2 separate regions of the Sus scrofa genome follow, and region 1 is linked to region 2. A link is a contact called in public Hi-C data. All regions are on one chromosome and are shown on one strand. Each heading gives the region's core, a stretch centred on a gene start, on an enhancer-like site or on the middle of the called end of the contact. The rest is flanking DNA. Distances are from core to core; before and after follow the strand shown. Region 1 holds the start of ANTXR1 (anthrax toxin receptor 1). Region 2 has its middle 64 kb from the start of GFPT1.

Region 1 (6,729 bases), core at 341-2,840, 310 kb after region 2:
ACTGGGGAGCTCACACACAGTTTTCCTGAGCTCCGAACTTCTCTGAGGGGCTTTTTATTGTTAACACTGGGTTTGAGTGTATAGTATGCAACCTCTGTGAATGACTGGCTTGGCAAATCTAAGGGGGCTTGGGAAAGTGTTTCATTGGTCAGAGTTCAGATCTCCCTTGAACACAGCCCTGAAGCCGAATCCATTTTCAGAAAGAAACCAGGGCTCCTGCTCCTCCCTGGTAGCCCACCAGTCAAATCGCCAGAACTTGAATTTGCCAACATCAGGGTTTCTCAAGCCCAGAGGGCGGAGGAATATAGCTGCAGGGGACTTTCGGCAACGTCTGGAGACACTTTTGGTTGTCACCACGGAGAGATCGGTGGGGGCAGCGGGGTGGGGGGTTCTGGCGGGGGGTATTACCAGCACCTAGCGGAGAGAGGCCAGGGATGCTGCCGAAAACCCTGCAACACAGGACGTGCCCACAACAAAGAATTTCCCAGCCTCTGAAGGGAGGAATGCTGCTGAAGGGAGAAATTCCCTTTATATTTTCACTAACCGAGCAGTCAGCCTGCATTATATTATTAGGAACAAAAGCAAAGCAATATGTAAGGCAAAGTTTTTCAAAAGGAGATGATTGGTTTTGAAAAGCCTCTTACTTTAGAAGTACCTTAAAGTTCTACCTCCCGTAAGCAAGCTTTTCTCACCAAGGTTTCTAAAGCAAACGGAAAGCGTTCAGAGAAACGCAATAGGTCTACAGCATACTCTCACTCCTATCCTCAAACTCAGGCGCCTCGGTCGCAAAAAGCAAAGCACAGAAGTTGTCCCGCATACAAGCCTGCCCTGCGGGCTCAGGCAGCGGGGGAGGATGGGGAAGCGCGCTCCAGCGGCGACAAAGGCGCAGCGCTGAGGCCACCGCCACCTCCCGCGGCCGCTCTCGGTCCCTGGAGATGCGCGCCTGTCCTAAAGCGACCCTGCCGAGGAGCCCAGCCCGGGGAGAAAGCATCATCGGCTTAGCCTAGATTGGAACAACTCGTGGCACTTACTTGTCCAAAATGAAGTACAGGTCAAATCCCCCGTAGCAGGCTGGACCCCCTTCTTCCCTGCGTCCCCCTTGCCCGGCGCAGATGAGCACAAAAGTGGCCAAAGAGAGACACTTGAAGCCAATGCCCAGAGCTTTCTGCTCCACGGTGGCCATGTCCTGCAGCCCAGGGAGAGGGTAGGGTCCTCTCCTTCCCACGCTCCTCTAAGTCGCCAGGACCCTCAGGGGCGCGCCATCCGAGGGGCCCTCCTCTCGGGCCCTTTATTCCCCCTCGCTCTCCCGAAACTCCCCGGAAGCAATTGTCTGGAGGAGTTCAAGGTTTTCCTTCTGGTTTCCGCTTCGATTCTGTTTCTAGGTTTCAGGTTTCAAGAATCCCAATACTGTACTCCGCTTTTTTAAAGGGGCTGCTCCTGACTCTGGCCGACGGGCCGCTCCGGAGGCAGCGCTGAGGTTTTGCAGTTGAAGCAGTTGCGTCCGGATGGTTCTTTGTCCCAGATTTTAAATATTATGGGGTGGGTTTTCAAATTGTTCTTGCTTGGGGGAGTGCTTTTCTCCCTCCTCTCTACCCCCTTTCTTATTTTGATGGCGGAAGGAAGTTCAAAGGGTGCCACCTTGTGGTCAAGGGCGGTGAAAGCACTCTTTGGTGTTCAAGGGAGCGTGGCTGTGCACGTTTTCATATTCTTCCTCTTTCTCAGGCATCTTCCCTTTCACTCTCCATGACCTCTTCCTCATGCCTAGTTCTTTCTCACTCACTAGCCTTTTTGTTCTTGCCCTTTCCTTATTTGTCCTATGTCCGCTGATAAGGTCACTGTAAACATTTGATGAGAACCTACTCCAAGCACTAGGGCTCTGACCCCAGGCTGGGACCTTTGCAAACAAGATGTTGGGCAAAGGAGTGGAGAAGAAGGGGCCTTTGTTATCTGAATCATCCAAGTGACCTTACTGTACACTTATCGCAGATCATAAAAGAGACTGCTGGGGTGTGGTCATGTGGCTGAAAACAGAAGGCTTTTGCCAACATGGAAGAATTAAGCATGCTACATGGCCTCAGACTCCAGATTTTAGGAATTCTGGGATAAGTTCTTTTCAGCCTGTGAACTTTAATAATTTTTTCACCCAATCTTTGATTTAGGGAAGAGGACGTAAACAGCTTACAAGAAGGTGAAGCTTCCAAGCAGTTTGAGCCTGGCCAGGAAGCCCTGTGCTAGCCTTCCTAAAGCGAAGGATCCTCCTTATAGTGGGCTGTGAGTTCCTCGCAGGAACTCAATTTTAGTTCCATGTGTCTTCCTCTATGGGAATCCTCAGTACACCCTCATGCTCTGTTTTCCAGGATTATTTCTCCAGACACTCATCTTCCCCCCACCACCCCACCTGAGAGTCTCTAAATTTTGGCGATCCATAATACATTGCACTAGCCTGTCTCAAGTTCCTATCTCCCAGTATTCACACCTCCCCTCCTACACAAAATGAGACTGATCTGTGTGTAATTAATGATACTGCAGAAATGATGATGTGTGGCTTCTGAGACTAGGTCTTAACAGACATTGTGCATGTATCTTTTTGAGTAAGTTTTCTCCAGATATATGCCCAGGAGTGGGATTTCAAGATCATATGGCAACTCTATATTTAGTTTTGTAAGGAACCTCCATACTGTTTTCCATAGTGGCTGTACCTATTGACATACCCACCAACAGTGTAGGAGGGTTCCCTTTTATCCACACCCTCTCCAGCATTTATTAGGTGTGGACTTCTTAATGATGGTCATTCTGGCCAGTGTGAGGTGGTACCTCATTGTAGTTTTGGTTTATGTTTCTTTAATAATTAGTGATGTTGAGCATACTTTCATGTGCTTGTTGGCCAGCTATATGCCTTTTTTGGAGAAATGTCTATTGAGGTCTTCTGCCCATTTTTTGATTGGGTTGTTTTTTTGTGATATTGAGATGTATGACCCAAGTATTCACAGCAGCACTGTTTACTATAGCCAAGACATGGAAGCAACCTAAGTGTCCATCAACAGATGAATGGATAAAGGAGATGTGGTATATATTACAATGGAATATTACTAAGCCACAAAAAATTATGAAATAATGCCATTTGCAGCAACATGGATGGACCTAGCAACTATCATACTAAATGAAGTTAAGTCAGACAGAGAAAAACAAATATCATGATATCACTTATATGTGGAATCTAAAATAAGATACTCATGAACTTTTTCATGGAAAAGAAACAGACTCACAGACATAGAAAACAAAATTATGGTTACCAAAGGGGAAAGTGGGGGGAAAGGACAAATGAGGAGTTTGGGATTAGCAGATACACACTACTGCATATTAAAGAGATAAACAACAAAGTCCTGCTGTAGAGTACAGGGAACTATATTCACTATATTGTAATAAAACATGATGGAATAGAATCTGAAAAAGAATATCTATCTATGTCACTTTGCTATACACTTGAAGCTAGTACAACATTGTAAATCAATTATACTTCTATAATAATACTTCAATTATTGCTCTCCTGAATCACTTTCTCTGGGGAGCCCAATGCCATGTCATGAGTTTGCCCTGTCATGGGTGCCCCTATGGAGAAGTCCATGTAGTGAGACACTGAGACCCCCTGCTGATGCCAGCATCAATTTGCCAGGCATGTGAGTGTCTTGGAGGTGGATCCTCTGGCCCCAGTCAAGCCTTCAGATGACTGCAGTCCTGGTTGACATCTTGACTGTAACCTTATGAGAAACTCCAAGTCAGAACCTCTCAGCTAAGCCAATCCCAGATTCCTGACCCACAGAAATTATGAGAGAATGAATATATGTATTTATATTTTGAGCCTTTAATTTTGAAGGAAATTTGTTATGCAATAATAGACAACTAATAAATACCTATTACCATGTTAAAAATTTGAGACCATCTTTAGGGACAAACTTGTCTAACTGTATTTCCCAGGCTTACTTGACCATGAAACACTTTTTTTTTTTTAATGTCTGTTGACACCCATACTTTGGGAATAACAGCTCTCAGAAAAAAGTAACTGGGGAGAGATTAAAATACTCTAACTTGAAGTTCCCATTGAAGCTCAGTGGTAACAAACCCAGCTAGGATCCTTGAGAATGTGCGTTTGATCCCTGGCCTCACTCAGTGGGTTAAGGATCTGGCATTGATGTGAGCTGTGGTGTAGGCTGGCGGCTGTAGCTCTGATTCGACCCCAAGCCTGGGAAACTTCCATATGCTATGGGTATGGCCCTAAAAAACAAAAATAAAATAAAATAAAATTCTCTAACTTGTCCAAGTCTTTTTTTTTTTTTTCATACCTTCCCCCTCACCCAAAGGACTGAAATCCCACTCTGGTCCCATTGCAGCTCTCTGATGAAAGAGAAGGTGAGGAAAATCTACAGAAAGTGAGTTTGTAGGCGAAAGCAGAAAAACCAGGGGAAACTGATTAGGAGGGAAAGGAATATGAGATAGAAAATCACAATGGAGGAAATACTTGTGGGTGACAGGATTGGCAAAGAATAGAAAGGGACTTGAATTGGAAAGAAATTTGGGGAAGAGGAGAGGTCATGGAGGATTAGGAATGTTTTCTCTCATCCTCATGCTCTAGGGACCTCTTAGGTCCTTTAGAGTTTGGGTGACAGGAATATCTTGAGAGGTTTATATTGAGGAAGTTAGTCTGGCAGGCAATCAGAAGTGTCCTGATAGAACTCTTCAGTAGTGACACAGTTATTAAAGACAGGTGAGGACACAGTTCCCAAACAGAAGGAAATTCAGTATGAAGTAATGAGAAAGGGAAAAGAGTGGAAGAGCGTGGAAGAGGCTCACCTGGGACAAAGGTGATGCTTTAGAGAACAGAGAGGTAGTGAGAAGGATTCAGATGCTTGAATGCCCTACTTGCCTCTGTCTTTCTTTTAGTGTTTTAGATTGAAATTCGTTAATACATGCTGACCATTTCTAGATCTTAAAATGACTCTTCCTCTCCCTCTCTCCCTCTCTCCCTCTCTTCCCCACACCCACCCGTAACCCAGAGAAATCCATTGCAGGCACTTCTTCCAGTTTTAGAGGGTTTTGTGCCAGCTTCACTCCCTATGGGGAGGTGTCCTACAAAAAAGCCCATGAAGTGAACTTGATATTGAGCTATGGAGTTATGGTTATTCTTGAGGAATGCTGAGGTAGAAGGAAGAGTCCAACATCTATAATAAGGTAAATGAAGCCCCCGCTCTGATACTAACATGGTGGCTCAATAGGTCTGCAAGAGGAGACATATTCAGGCTCTTCAAATTTGCAATAATTTCCTTTGGTTGAGAAGATGTACCAAACCGATAACTGGTGCATGTAGGGAAGTGGGAGAGGTGGATCAGTCACTTGAAGTTGGAGGAGAACTTGGGAAGGGTATCCAGGGGGTTCCTGCTAGCATTTCTCAGGTTAATTTCACTGCTCAGAGATATTCAAGTATCAAGATCCCTTTATGCAGATGTTATCATCTTCTCCAGGGAATGCTGAATGTTCTCATTGGACTGAGGGTATCCTAGGTCTTAATCTCTTGCAAAGACCCCTGTGCTCTAGATAAGATCAACTGGCCTTACTTAGGTTCATAGAGATTCCTTTGGAAGAAACTCTTCTGCCTCTCAAACTCAGGTACACGGAAGAATGATATAAATGATGATGTCCCAGCTATAGATAGATATTTCTGGGGTTGAAGCACAAGGGCAAATGAATGAACCTTGCACACGGAGGGGTTTGAATCATAACCTGGAAGTCAAGGCAGGGAAGAGCTTCTTGGAGGAAGAAGCAGTCAAAAATGTCATATCCTGTATAAGTCAAGAGCATAAGCCCTGAGAAGACCCCACTGATTTGACACGTCTCAGTGTGTCACCATGCCAGTGAAATAGTGAAAGGTGACATTAGACTACATTGGGTTGCTAGGAAGGGGAAACGTCTGTTTTAAGAAGAGAGAGGGATAGAGTGCTAACTTATAAATGTTCACATGTTTTATGCCACAAAGAAGGATCCCAAGATATTTAAGGATACTAAGAATTTCAAGTTCCCTGCCTTCCAAAAGACTGGAGTGTTTGCCTTAACTAGACTGATCATCTTAAAGCTGTACTCCGGCACTCTGATCACTATTCTACCTAAATTTGCCAGGCTGACGTCACTGAGATAGAAAAGTTTAAATATGACCTGACTGCTTACAGTCTCCACTCACTCACTCTCTCGTAGGTGTCCCCACTCTCCAACACCTATGATGGAGCCCCTTTTGATAAGCTCTCAAAAACAGTTTTCTACCCTGATAACATTGCTATCTAATCTTCTAAGAATCTTATTGGTCATCAAAGGACCACCTGTCTAGATTCTTGGCAAAGGTTTTGGAAAAGGCTCCAGGTAACAGAGACTACCCAAGAAAACTGGGGGAAGTTTTTCCTTAGAAATATTTGTCCATTGTATGGAAAGATCTGACACTTTCCACCAAATTTTGTGCCAATCCAATAGGCTCAGTATCTGCCATTGTTGGACATCCCACTGGTCCTTGGGCTTTGATGACACCCTATATCCTTCTGAGGTAAAACATTCTTTAGTGAAAAATGGTCTCATTTCTTTATTATGTGATTTCCTTCATGTTTGTCTTCCATAGGACTGCTATTTGCAAAAAGTCAAGAGAAAATTCCCATAAACAGTGTATTATCCAGAATAACAATGTTTCTAAAG
Region 2 (5,990 bases), core at 1,256-3,755:
CATTTTCTCTTCCTTGAAGCTTTTTTCGTCTTTGTCTTTTACTTCTTTAAACACAATATACAGAGTTATTTTTAAGTCTATGCCTGATATTTCAGGTATCTGGACAGTCTGTTGTTTCTGCTGGCATTCATTCCTGATGGCTTGTTTCTTTGTGTGGTTTGTTCACTTCAACTGTGAGTTCCTCAGAGAATTACTTTGAAGCCTAGGATGAAGGTGTATTCCTTCAGAGAGGTTTTGCATTTAATTCTGTGAGGTGCCTAAGACTACCAGTTCAGAATTGCTTTCTGTGTTCATGGTTTGAAATCTTTGCCATCAAGTAGAATTTGGGGCTTAAATGTGCACAACTTTAACTCCTAAAGGACCTGTTTGGGATCTGGTCATCCCTGTTTCCCAGTCCAGTTTTACCAAGAGAGACTATTATGCCTCTTTTTAGGCCTTGAGGAAGTAGCTCTTAAATTTTAATGTGCTTGAGCAGTCTCAATTAAAAAGTGCAGATGCTCAGGTCAACAGCAGAGACTAGGATTCAGGGGGTGGAGTTGCAGCCCAGGAACCTGCATTTCTAACAATCACCAAAGATAATCTGGATACGAGTAGCCAAGATCCACATGTTGAGAAACATCATCTTTAGATCTCATAGCGTCATTGTGTCCAGGTATAGCCTCAGGCAAGAGTGTGTATGAGCCATGGTTCTCTGTCTCCCTGGAGGAAAACATTCATTGCAGTGTTCAGTCACCATTTATCTCTCTATATTCATGGGCTGACCTACTCATGTCTACCCTTTGGACCACGGTATGAGAGGGAGCACGGTGTACCCCTGCAGATCTGAATCTGAATGAATTAATAAGAGAAAAAGGACCTTGCATATTGTGGTATTGTGATGTATAATAAGAAATATATATTTGTTCTTTAGTTTCTGGCACAGAACTCCTAACCCCCTTGGAATTGCTTGAGTGATGAGCATCATAAAGATGCTTTTGATGTTAAGTAACTTTTGGAAAGCTCCTGGGTCACTAGGGATGGGGTTAGTTGCCAAGGGAACCAACCACATGATTAGAAGTTTAGAACTTTCAGTCCCATCCTCTGATTTCTAGGAAGGGGTGAGGGGGCTGGAAGTTGAATCAATCAGCAGTGACCATTGAGTCAAATCAACTATGCCTGTGTGATGAAGCCTCCATATACATCGAAAAGGACAGTGTTTGGAGAGCTTCTGGGTTGATGAACACATGGAAGGAAGGGCTGGGAAAGCATGAAGACTCTGTGCCTCACCCCGTGCATCTCTTCTCTCTGGCTGTTGATTCATATTCTTTAATGTCTTTTGGAATAAGCCAGTAATTTAGTGAGTAAACAGGTTTCCTGAGCTCTGTGAGATGCTCTAGCAATTTAATTGAACCCAAGTTAGGGGTGCGGATGATGGGAATCTCTGATTTATAGCCAGTCTGTCAGAAGCACAGGTTGATAACCTGGATTTGTGATTGGCATCTGAAGTGGAGGACAGTCTTGTGGGAATGAGGCCTTAGCCTGTGGCCTCTGATGCCCTTTCTGGATAGGCAGTGTCAGAATTGAGTTGATTGCTAGGTGGGGAGGGGACTGCCCTCCCCCCTCCCCCATTGGAACTGGTATCAAACATTCATAGAGTTGTTCAAATACTTACAATATTGGGAAGGAAGTAATAATGTAAAAGGCCTGGTTTATACAAAAAATTATTTAGCTCCTCTATTCTCGCCACCAGTTGGAGCCGAGCTAAGCAGAGACATCCTTTTCTTGGTGTGATGCTTGGATTGAAACACACTAGGATGAGCCAATTCGCCTTTCTCTAAAGTCTTTTTCTGGCTCCCACATACCCTGGCTGAGATGGAAATGTGTGAATTGAAGGCCGATTTGAGATCGAAAAAGATAGTGAACTGGGGCCTTGAAGCTCTTAAACACTTATTACCTGAGAAAATGTCTATAAAAGTACTTTTAAGCCTGTAATATAAGTAACGTATGTAATACATGTAACATATGGAGGGTGAAACTTAAGAAATGTGAATGGGAAGGAGGTAAGAGAAAGTATCACATATTCTCTATGAAGAACTTTAAAAGGTAAGTGAAACTATAGCAAACCAGATTTAAAAAAGAAAGAAAGAGAAATCCCACATTTGACCAGACTTAATAAACAACTTAAACTCTATGTGTTGCAACGTCACTATGTCTCTGTGGGTCTGGTTTCCTGGTTTCAAGGGGGACATTTCAGGTAAAAGCCATTCTCGCTGCTCGGCAATAAATCTCATGCTTTATACACTTGAAAATAATAAAGTTCTTGATTCCAGTTAATTTCACTTTTCTTTTATGTTATTAATACCCCTGTCCTTTCGAAAACTGGAATGTGGAATGCAATGTGGCAGATGTTAAAAAGTGGGAAAAAGCTGTTGGAAAATAATCTGATGTCAATTTACTTTTCTCCTGGAGTAGAGCAATCCTTTCCCTGGTACTTGGGCCCAGACTGTCGACCTCAGGCGGGCAGATGGAAAAGGGTGGCTGTCACTGCTGCCTTCTCTTCTGTCCCTCTTGTTGGGGGGATTGGAGATCCCCGCTTGGGTGTAAGTGGGTCAAACGTGTTCATACTTGTCTAAGTGGGTGGGTGGGGCCCCCCAGAGGCCTATTCAGGTGAACTGAGCAGCCTCCTGTGGGTTAGACTGGATGCCTCTGACCTCAGCAGCTGGAGGGCAGGGTATCCTGAGACAAGCCAGGAGCCACCACTTGGACTGGCCCTTGGATATATGGCTGAGGTCTTCATGAGACAGGCTGGGACCTGGGACCCTTTGCTGCAGTGTTTGCACCTAGACAAACATCTCTTCAAGCAACAAAATACAAAGAAACTATATGGGACTAAAAATAACTGCATGCACAGTTGGGGCAAATTATGGACAACAAGACACAAAAATACCTAAAAAACCCAATTGCCACTTTTTTTTTTAATAGCAAGCAAGCAAGCAAACAAAGTCTTTACTACAGAAAAACAAATAGCTCCCAGGACAGCTGGGAGCGGGGAGGAGAGCCCCTCTCTTTATTGTCTTTTTTTTTTTTTTTTTTTTTTTTTTTTTTGTCTTTTTGCCATTTCTTGGGCGGCTCCCGCGGCATATGGAGGTTCCCAGGCTAGGGGTTGAATCAGAGCTGTAGCCACCGGCCTACACCACAGCTCACAGAAACGCCAGATCCTTAACTCACTGAGCAAGGCCAGGGATCCAACCCGCAACCTCATGGTTCCTAGTTGGATTTGTTAACCACTGAGCCACGACGGGAACTCCCTCTCTATTGTCTTATAGGGATTTTTAGCCCTTAAAAATAGGAGGGTGGGTGGGTACCAATGTGGGCTCCAGAAAGAGGTGGTTTTCTCCCATTGGCCTTTTCCAATAACCTGTATCAGTCCCAACTGCCACTTCTGAAGAGCTGGGAGAAAAAGCAGGGGACTATGCGTGTCCCCCCCACACACCCTGGTCAAAGAGGTGGGCAAACCACCTAAGCTACCCCTCTAGCCTGACCCCTGGGCCCACCTGTACCCCATGTAAGGAACCAGCTTGCCCCTGCCTCCAGGGATGAGCAAGGGACGTCACTTGTTTTCCCTCTGTCCCCCACCACCTCGTTGCAGCAGGGCCCTGAATAAAGCCTTGCCTGTGTTTCTTGTCTGGCCTCTTAGCAATTTCTAAGGAAAGCCAAGAACCCTGATTGGATGCCAACCCATTCGGATGGCAAGGGCCTCTAATGCTAAACTTGTCAACAAGCCAGTTAATGGGCCCAACAGCTTGGTTTGGTGCTTATTCCTTGAGCAGAACACCGAGGGAAGTGAGGACTCCTCCACAGCTTCACTACATCCCACCAAGTGCCTTGACTTCTGGGGAGAATGCAGAGGTGACAGGGACACCACCGCAGGCTAGGCTGCGCTGTGCCTCTTCTCTCGATAGCTCTGTTCAGGGGTGCATCTCAGTGTACCCCTAGGATGCTCTGTGAGCAGGTGGGAGAAAAGCCCAGCGTGAAGATGGTCACAGTGGGCCACATGTTAATGCTATTTTACGGCCCTGCAGGCTTGTGGGGCCCAAGGAAACTTGGGTTTCATAAAAAAGGAAAAGCATACTGTAGTTGGCAAACAAAATGCATCTATGTGTGTGTGTGTGTGTGTGTGTGTGTGAAATGAGCCTTCATTTAGAAACTTTGGCCATGGTTTCATCCAGTTCCCCACCACTTTTTAAATGATATTTTCTGAGCCTGGAAACCAAGCAGGCAGATCATGGAATTTTGGCTGGAGATGTTTTTCAAAAAATGTAGGCTAGCAGTGAAAAAGGAGGTGGGAATTTGGCCGGGAGGCCTCTATGGGCTGCAAACCAAGCAGGGTTACCATGGTGGTGCGTCTACTGTTTATACAAACAAAGGTTTTTCCTGACAAACATACTTCATATTTAATAATCCTCACTCTACAGGGGCCTCTTCGCTTTGTGTGTTGTTAGTTTGAGCCATTTGGACTCGAGTAGAATTTTATTATTTTGCGAGGCTGTTTTCAGGCACCCAATGCACTTCAAAACTAAGTGTTAAGGACTGCTATCTCGAAGGGCAAGGGTGAGCGGTGGCTAGTGGAAGAGAAATCAACCTGCAGTATGACAGTGTGACACAGGCTTTTCATGGATCTAAACTTTATGGGACCAGCCTATACGGAGCATCCAGAGGTATAGACTGCCATTGCAATTTAGGTCACGAGCGTGACAAAACGTGACTCCACTTCCCTAACTTCTCTGCCTCTTCAGACCACTTGCAGCCTTCCCAGTCAACCATGTGTCCTGTTGCCATTGCCTGAGGGGTGAGCCCACAACCAGGCATCTGTGAAGCCTTAACAAGCTCCAGTATTGTACAAGGACCCATTTGGTGACTAGTAATGGAAAATCCTACTCTCTTGAATTGAAGCACAAAAGGGACTTTACTGGATCATGTTAATTGGAAAGGCAGGGGAGTAGATCAGGCCTCAGGAATCACTGGATCCAGCTTACCTGCCCCTGTCTCCAGAGGGTCCCAGATTCTGGCAGATCTGACATTGCTCCCTCTAGTCTCTAGGAAGATTGAGTCCTTCTAGAAACTTACAGTATGAAATAAGGAACAAAGAGAGTGCTTTCAGTCATCCTTTTCCCAGGAACATAAAGGGATTAGAAATCTCTGAAAGTTTGGGTAGAGCTGTTTGCATTTTTCCCCCTCCCCGAACATCTGGACACATCTGTGGACCTGTCCAGAAGCTTAGAGCAGCCTATGAGGGTCTCCAGTTGTTGACTCATCACGGCCCTCTGGGGTCTCTGAAGCCATCGAGGAGCACCAGACTTCTGAACTGATGCCCCTCCCAGCATTTCCCTAATGAATAAACTGGTTCTGTCCCAAGGGTACCAAAGTGCCTGATGTCCGAATGTGCAGCACCAGGCCTCCAGTGATCCAGACTAACCCCGTTATGCACCCTGGGTATCCCAGCCAGCTGGGGTCTATCCATCAGCATCATTTACCTCAACTTCAGGGCTCTTCACAACTACTGGACCTCAGTGTCCCCCACTGCCCTCAATTATACAGGCATTTCTGAAAGTCCTCTGGAGTTTTGCCCAGGTGTTTGGGGACAAGTGCACACCTAGGGTCTTCTGCTAGGCCTGGGTTGGATGTCTGCCACACCTGTCGTGCCCTCTCCTTGAGCCATGCCTGGCTCCACCCACCCCTCCCTGGTCACCCCAAAGCTGCAGACTTTCCAGGCATCACGGTGCTCAGGGCCTGCCAGTGGGGCTGGAACAGTACAGCGTGACCTCCACTCTCCTGCTCTTTGCCCCACTGTCTCCTCAAGTTTCTTCTCCTCCAGGTGCCCTGTTGCCTTCTGCCCCTTGAACACCACCTGTCCTACCCTTCTGGGCTTCCATACTATTTGTCATTTTAAGAGGGGACCATTGAAGTGCAAAGACCTTGGGATTCGTGGAGCTGGGATCCAGATGGCCTCA

The links. Hi-C and Micro-C count contacts between places; a contact is called where the count stands out from the background.
Region 1: a contact with region 2 is called in a Hi-C map of omental adipose tissue, with 4 times the contacts expected there. The contact joins the promoter of ANTXR1 here to the enhancer-like site in region 2. A contact is called at or near these places in 5 of 5 promoter capture datasets (fetal liver, fetal skeletal muscle, liver and 1 more), 22 of 47 Hi-C or Micro-C datasets (adipocytes, adipose tissue, brain and 13 more) and 2 of 2 datasets of contacts at active chromatin or transcription factors (alveolar macrophages and skeletal muscle).

What each region holds. Positions count from the first base shown.
Region 1 is chr3:73,396,789-73,403,517 of Sscrofa11.1, forward strand. It overlaps ANTXR1 (anthrax toxin receptor 1), which reads right to left and starts at 1,591. Exons shown (of 18, transcript XM_003125066.6): 1 at 1,032-1,591. The coding sequence starts at 1,183.
Region 2 is chr3:73,089,731-73,095,720 of Sscrofa11.1, forward strand. No RefSeq gene overlaps it. Among named protein-coding and RNA genes, the nearest start is that of GFPT1, 64 kb to the left of the region's middle. Within about 2 kb of position 2,506, at least 2 of the 83 cell types and tissues checked have an H3K27ac peak or open chromatin away from gene starts, as enhancers often do. A contact at or near this core is called in omental adipose tissue, where this site is marked.